2 separate regions of the Scatophagus argus genome follow, and region 2 is linked to region 1. A link is a contact called in public Hi-C data. All regions are on one chromosome and are shown on one strand. Each heading gives the region's core, a stretch centred on a gene start, on an enhancer-like site or on the middle of the called end of the contact. The rest is flanking DNA. Distances are from core to core; before and after follow the strand shown. Region 1 holds the start of trmt11 (tRNA (guanine(10)-N2)-methyltransferase homolog). Region 2 holds the start of mdh2 (malate dehydrogenase, mitochondrial).

Region 1 (2,700 bases), core at 155-2,654:
TTGCTGCCACTTCCATCCCTGTCTCCGACTCTCGGCTCTCCAATATTCCTTATCACCTCACACAGCTCCTGAACCTCTCTGCTGATGTGTGTGTGAGCATCCTTCCCCCGCTGCTCCGTCATGGAGCCCTGCAGGGGCCTCCCGTAGTCATCCTGCCCCCTCTGAGGGACCACCACACTCAGCCTGGTGTCGTGACTGAAGGGGTTTTGCCTTTGGTACTCCTGGTGCTCGTTGGACCACTTCTGCCAGTTCTCCTTTAGGCCTTTCACAGAAGCCATACACACTGCAGTGTCGTCACTCGACTGAGCAGCGGCTGGAACGTCATCTTCAGGTTCCATCACTGTTTTCCTCTCGCTGTTCGTCCCCATGGCTCGTTCTGCTGAAAACATTACATGGCTTCAATAGGTCATATACAACGTTGTGGTCTTAGCTGTTTATTGCTTTATTATTTAATCAACTACTCAAAATCAAATAAATAAGATTTAAATAAATAAGCATTATAAAAGTCAGATATTATATTCCATATTATATTATATTCATATTCCACCTGATTATAGCTGTCCTGTTATGCAGCCTATTCATTGGGTTTTTGTGATTCAGCTCTATATATCTGTATGTGACTCTATGGTCTCCAATAATTAAGAGTTAATTAGCAATAATTAGCAAATACAGCCTGGACAACAAGGAAAAGTAAAAATGTTATTTATACAAAATCAGTCAGTTTATCAACAAAACTGGAAGAGGTGAGCATCCTGCTTTGCCAAATAACTTAAGTTTACAACCTTTCAGAAAATTGACAAACGTGATACAACTTACATTTTACACACGGACTCGATCTTCACTTGGCCTGCTATAATGTTTCATTGTTGCTACAGAGCAAAGTCCCGTGGTCACACTGTAACACTGTAGTTCCTTTTAACAATACTGCAACACCGCTGACAGTAGCAAGAGTGCGGATGCGTTTCTGTCTCTAGAGAGAAAAAAAGACTCTGATGGACATCTGTCTCGGCCAGTGGCTTGTTAGAGACCATCCGGGGAGCCAATGACCGATCAGACAGGGAGACAAGGTGCCTCTGAAGTAAAGCAGATTACAATCGGGAGAGGAGTTTATCCAGGCACGCAAATGCAGAATAGTGATTGATTCATAGTTAAAAGTTGCTTATACATGATATGTTATTGTTTTGATGAAAAACAAACGGCAAACCGGCAAACGATATAGCCACTTAAATTGGACTATGTCACCAAATGATATTAAAAACATCAAACTAACAACAGCTAGTGGTAACACCGGTTGTCCGCTTGTAGATATGTATATATTGCGCACAGAAAATAACACACTGATCAATTATATTTCAGGCAATATACTGAAAGAAAAATGCTTCATTCTTTTCCATCTATGGTAATTTGGTGACCAGGCGATACTGCTGCCCGGTACTGTCAGAGCCCGGTGTTTCTAACCGGACTTGTTTTGAATCTGCAACAATGGCGGCGCACAGTCGATCATGCTTACAGTATCTACTACATCTCGCCCAAGATAATCTGGACTTCAGGTTGCCGGTAACCTTCTTCAGCCCGCTCACAGTTTCTGTCAAGCCTTTATTGTGAATGTTAATGTTTTCTGTGAAAAGATCAGAGTCTGACAGACAGCAGTTCCTCCTCAGATGGAGCGTTACGTTAGCCACTTGCTAATTCAAACGGTAAAAACCTCACGTTACTGTAGCGGGTGATCAGATGTAGGCTTTGGTTTCACATGAGAAGTTCTCGATATTTTCTCCCATAATTATAACACATAAACGCATTTTCTCTACCCTCTCTCCCTCTGTGATCTCTTACCGACATGGTGATTAACTGGTAATTCATACTTGTCTTATCTTTAGCTTTTTCCTAATCATAAATGTATACTCATCTGCAGCTCTTACTGTGCGAGTAGGACCAATATGCTTGTTAACACACGTCAACAAGTGGACACTGTAGATTTAATCTGCAGCAATGCACATTTTCACATAAGGAAAAATATGCCCAGTTTTAGTTTATTTGTGTTTAGATGAACTCCGCTGCATTTCAAAGAATTTATCCAGGAAAAGCAGAAAATAGAATCCTTGAGACTTCACATTTATAACTGCCTGCAGTGTGGACTAGGAGTTAGGAGTTTAGTTAGGAGTTTGAAAGTTGAGGTCATTTACCAGGCAGTGCTTAACAAAATGACACTATTGCTTTGCAGTGTCTAAACTGTATGATATAGCATTTTTTAGAACTTGATCCATACTTGACAATAAGATATGCAACACTAATTTACTCATTTATTCCTGTAATCTGTCTGTATGTATAAAGGTTTCCTGATAGGTTGTAATTCATAGTAGAACATTTGTGATTTTTGTACTCAACTTGCAGGAGATTAAGGCTTTGCTGGCTCTCAGAGGAAAAGCATTCCAGCCTTGTGAAAAGTTCAAAGAAAAGGTTTGGAAATCAGATTTTTTTTTTGTCCTTTTTTGATGATTTGACAGCTGCCACATTGGAACGTTTGTGTCTTATTGGCCAGATTCCCCCACAGTCACTCCTCTTTCTTCTCCCTAGTCTCCTTTCTGGTGTCTGGATGGGTTATCCGAGGAGGATGTCCACAGCATCATGTCCAGATCCATCTGTGCAAAGTAAATATTTTAGCGTTGGAAATGTAAATAATGGCACTATGCCTGTAATGAT
Region 2 (2,700 bases), core at 157-2,656, 140 kb after region 1:
AATATAGATAAGTCACAGTACAGTATGTACACAAATCATAAGTGCAAGATAAAGCCATGTTTGAAAAGGTAAGGGAGATGATACATAAGAAAGATGACCATGGTTAAAACCATGATTTCTGAATCTAGATGACCCCTACTGCTAACGAAAACAAAAGAGGAAACACTGACAGATACTGAAGTTTACCCAGATGCCTTTTAAGTTAAGACGGAACCAATTATCAATCACAGCTGTTGTTTGCTTTCAACTAACTAAATGCTCCCTGTTCACTTCATTTTAACAACAAAATCCTCGCCCTTCTTAATAGAAGCCTTCAGCTCACTCATGGCATCAGCCACCAGCTTCTCCTCAAAGGCAGAAAGCTTTCCCAGCCCAAGGTTCTTCTCAATGCCGTTCTTCCCCAGGAGAAGTGGCGTGGAGAAGTACTTGCACTCTGTCTCCTCAGACCTGACAAAGGCGCACTCCACCACACCCTCCTTTCCATTCATGGCATCCAGGACAGAGAAGGTAAAGCGGGCGCCAGCATAGGCCATGGAGAGCGTAGCAGATCCAGCTCCAGCCTTGGCCTGCACCACCTCTGTGCCAGCATCCTGGATCCTGGCTGTCAGAGCAGACAGCTGGTCAGCAGGGAACTCAACTTTTGGTGTGCACTGGGAAATGAGCGGAATGATGGTCTTCCCAGCATGACCTCCAATGACTGGTACATTGACACGAGCTGGGTCAAGGCCTTTGAGCTCTGCCACGAAGGTGTTTGCTCTGACAATGTCCAGGGTTGTGACACCAAACACTCTGTTGGGGTTGTACACTCCATGCTTCTTCATGACCTCTGATGTAATAGGGATGGTAGAGTTGACAGGATTTGCGATGATGCAGATCATAGCCTCAGGGCAGGTGCGGGCACAGGCATCGGCCAAGGTGGCTACAATGGTGGCGTTGGTGTTGAAGAGATCATCACGAGTCATGCCAGGTTTTCTGGGCACACCGGCGGGGATGACCACGACGTCACAACCCTGCAGAGCGGCATCCAGCTGATCGGGACCCATGTGGCCGGTCACCTGGGCCTTCGTCTCGATGTGGCTCAGGTCTGCAGCCACACCGGGTGTGTGGGCAATATCATAGAGGGAGAGGTGACTCACCAGGGGACTATTCTTGAGAAGCAGAGATAGCGGCTGGCCTATGCCGCCTGACGCTCCAAGGACCGCCACCTTAGCGTTGCTCTGCGTTGAGGTGGACAGGCTCCGAGCGAGGTTAACTGTAGGTCTCACGGCACGGGAAAACATTTTGTTTCAGTGACTTCTTTTTACTGTAATAAAATCAGAAATACCCGAAGAGCCCCTCTCCTCTGTGACACCAACGTCCTCTAGCCACCAGCGAACAGGAAGAGCTTAAACTGTCATGCGTCGAGAATATGGGTCGTGCGATATATACGTCATATTGCGTCAGCGCGTACTGTTACGTCCTCGTCTTTATTTCAGCCTTTTTCGTAGGAAAACAAAAGCCAGTTAACGTTTAAAGTCCGTAAATTAGCGCTGGAAATCAGTGCCGTTACACGAGCTGCAACTGTACACCAGACCAGCAGAGCAAAATCCAATATTACGGTAGGCACGCAGTCGCTGCATTTTCTCTGTCGAGAGAAAATGCTTCTCCTTGCTGTTTATGTCGCGCTGCTAAAATAAGCTAGCGCCGTCTATTTGCTGGAGTCAGAGTGCTGCCATAAGCCTAACTGGCGTTAGCTACAACAGGTCTTATTGTTATGATCGCCTTGTTAGTCGAGAAATCTCTTTGTACTATTCGGCTTATGTTTGCATGTTTAAAGATAACATAAAACAAAAACTGATTGCTTTGTACTAGCTACTAAGTATCTGACGTTAGCTGAACTAGTTTTTTTATTGACTCACCAGTTGTATTTTACATCGCTAGCTGTTTTTTTTTACTCTACTAACATTAGCTGCGCTTATCACTAGCCCTGTCATAAGGCCAGCTGGGGTAACTCAAACTTGCAACAGTTAGCTCTCATAGTTCAGTGCTTGTCGTCAAGCAGTTGACAGAGCAGCCCTTTGTTGCACAGTAAACCCTTACCTTTCAGCCATGGTTAAGTGAACGATAACTTGCTATTCCTTTTTAACATTACAACATTAGACACAAAGTGCAACTTTGTCTCAAAGTTTGGTTGTCGCATAATTTCTAATGAAAAAACGTTTTGATTTTGTGCATCTTATGTAGAACAGACATTTTCACCGACTGTTCTTTTCCTTTTGGCAGCGGCAAATTTTAAGGTCCATCAGCCCTCCTAATGGTACATCAGCATTAAGGGTACTTCCAGTAAGTATCAGATATTAAGTTAGTCAACCTTTTTTCAAGTTGCAGGCAGCGTATACAGTATACTATTAATATTTGTGATTTTTATTTTGTCTTTATCTTGGGACTGTCTTATTTACTGACAGTGACACCAGCAGTAGAATATTATTATGGTATTTTTATTGACAATTGTGTATTTAACAGAATTTTTATTCTTCATGTAAAAGTAACCATCCCAGTAATAATCATTTTGAATACGGTTTTCTCTTTCAAAATGAGTACTATTGATAAAAGTAAAAATAATCCTAACATGCTCACTTTAACTCTATTTACAATTGTTCCCTTTCCTCAGCATTTCCTAAGGATGGCTAGTTGTGGGGAGGTAGACCACTCTGTGAGCTC

What was found. Hi-C and Micro-C count contacts between places; a contact is called where the count stands out from the background.
Region 2: a contact with region 1 is called in a Hi-C map of muscle, with 3 times the contacts expected there. The contact joins the promoter of mdh2 here to the promoter of trmt11 in region 1. A contact is called at or near these places in 2 of 2 Hi-C or Micro-C datasets (both in muscle).

Annotation. Positions count from the first base shown.
Region 1 is chr9:8,589,793-8,592,492 of fScaArg1.pri, forward strand. trmt11 (tRNA (guanine(10)-N2)-methyltransferase homolog) reads left to right here and starts at 1,405. Exons shown (of 13, transcript XM_046400406.1): 1 at 1,405-1,557; 2 at 2,392-2,457; 3 at 2,575-2,648. The coding sequence starts at 1,483. si:dkey-29b11.3 (actin-binding Rho-activating protein-like) reads right to left here and starts at 1,286. Exons shown (of 2, transcript XM_046400408.1): 1 at 817-1,286; 2 at 1-376. The coding sequence starts at 368.
Region 2 is chr9:8,729,797-8,732,496 of fScaArg1.pri, forward strand. mdh2 (malate dehydrogenase, mitochondrial) reads right to left here and starts at 1,407. Exons shown (of 1, transcript XM_046399096.1): 1 at 1-1,407. The coding sequence starts at 1,280. The coding sequence ends at 267. It overlaps LOC124064528 (E3 ubiquitin-protein ligase rnf146-like), which reads left to right and starts at 1,446. Exons shown (of 3, transcript XM_046399095.1): 1 at 1,446-1,598; 2 at 2,263-2,322; 3 at 2,651-2,700. The coding sequence starts at 2,663.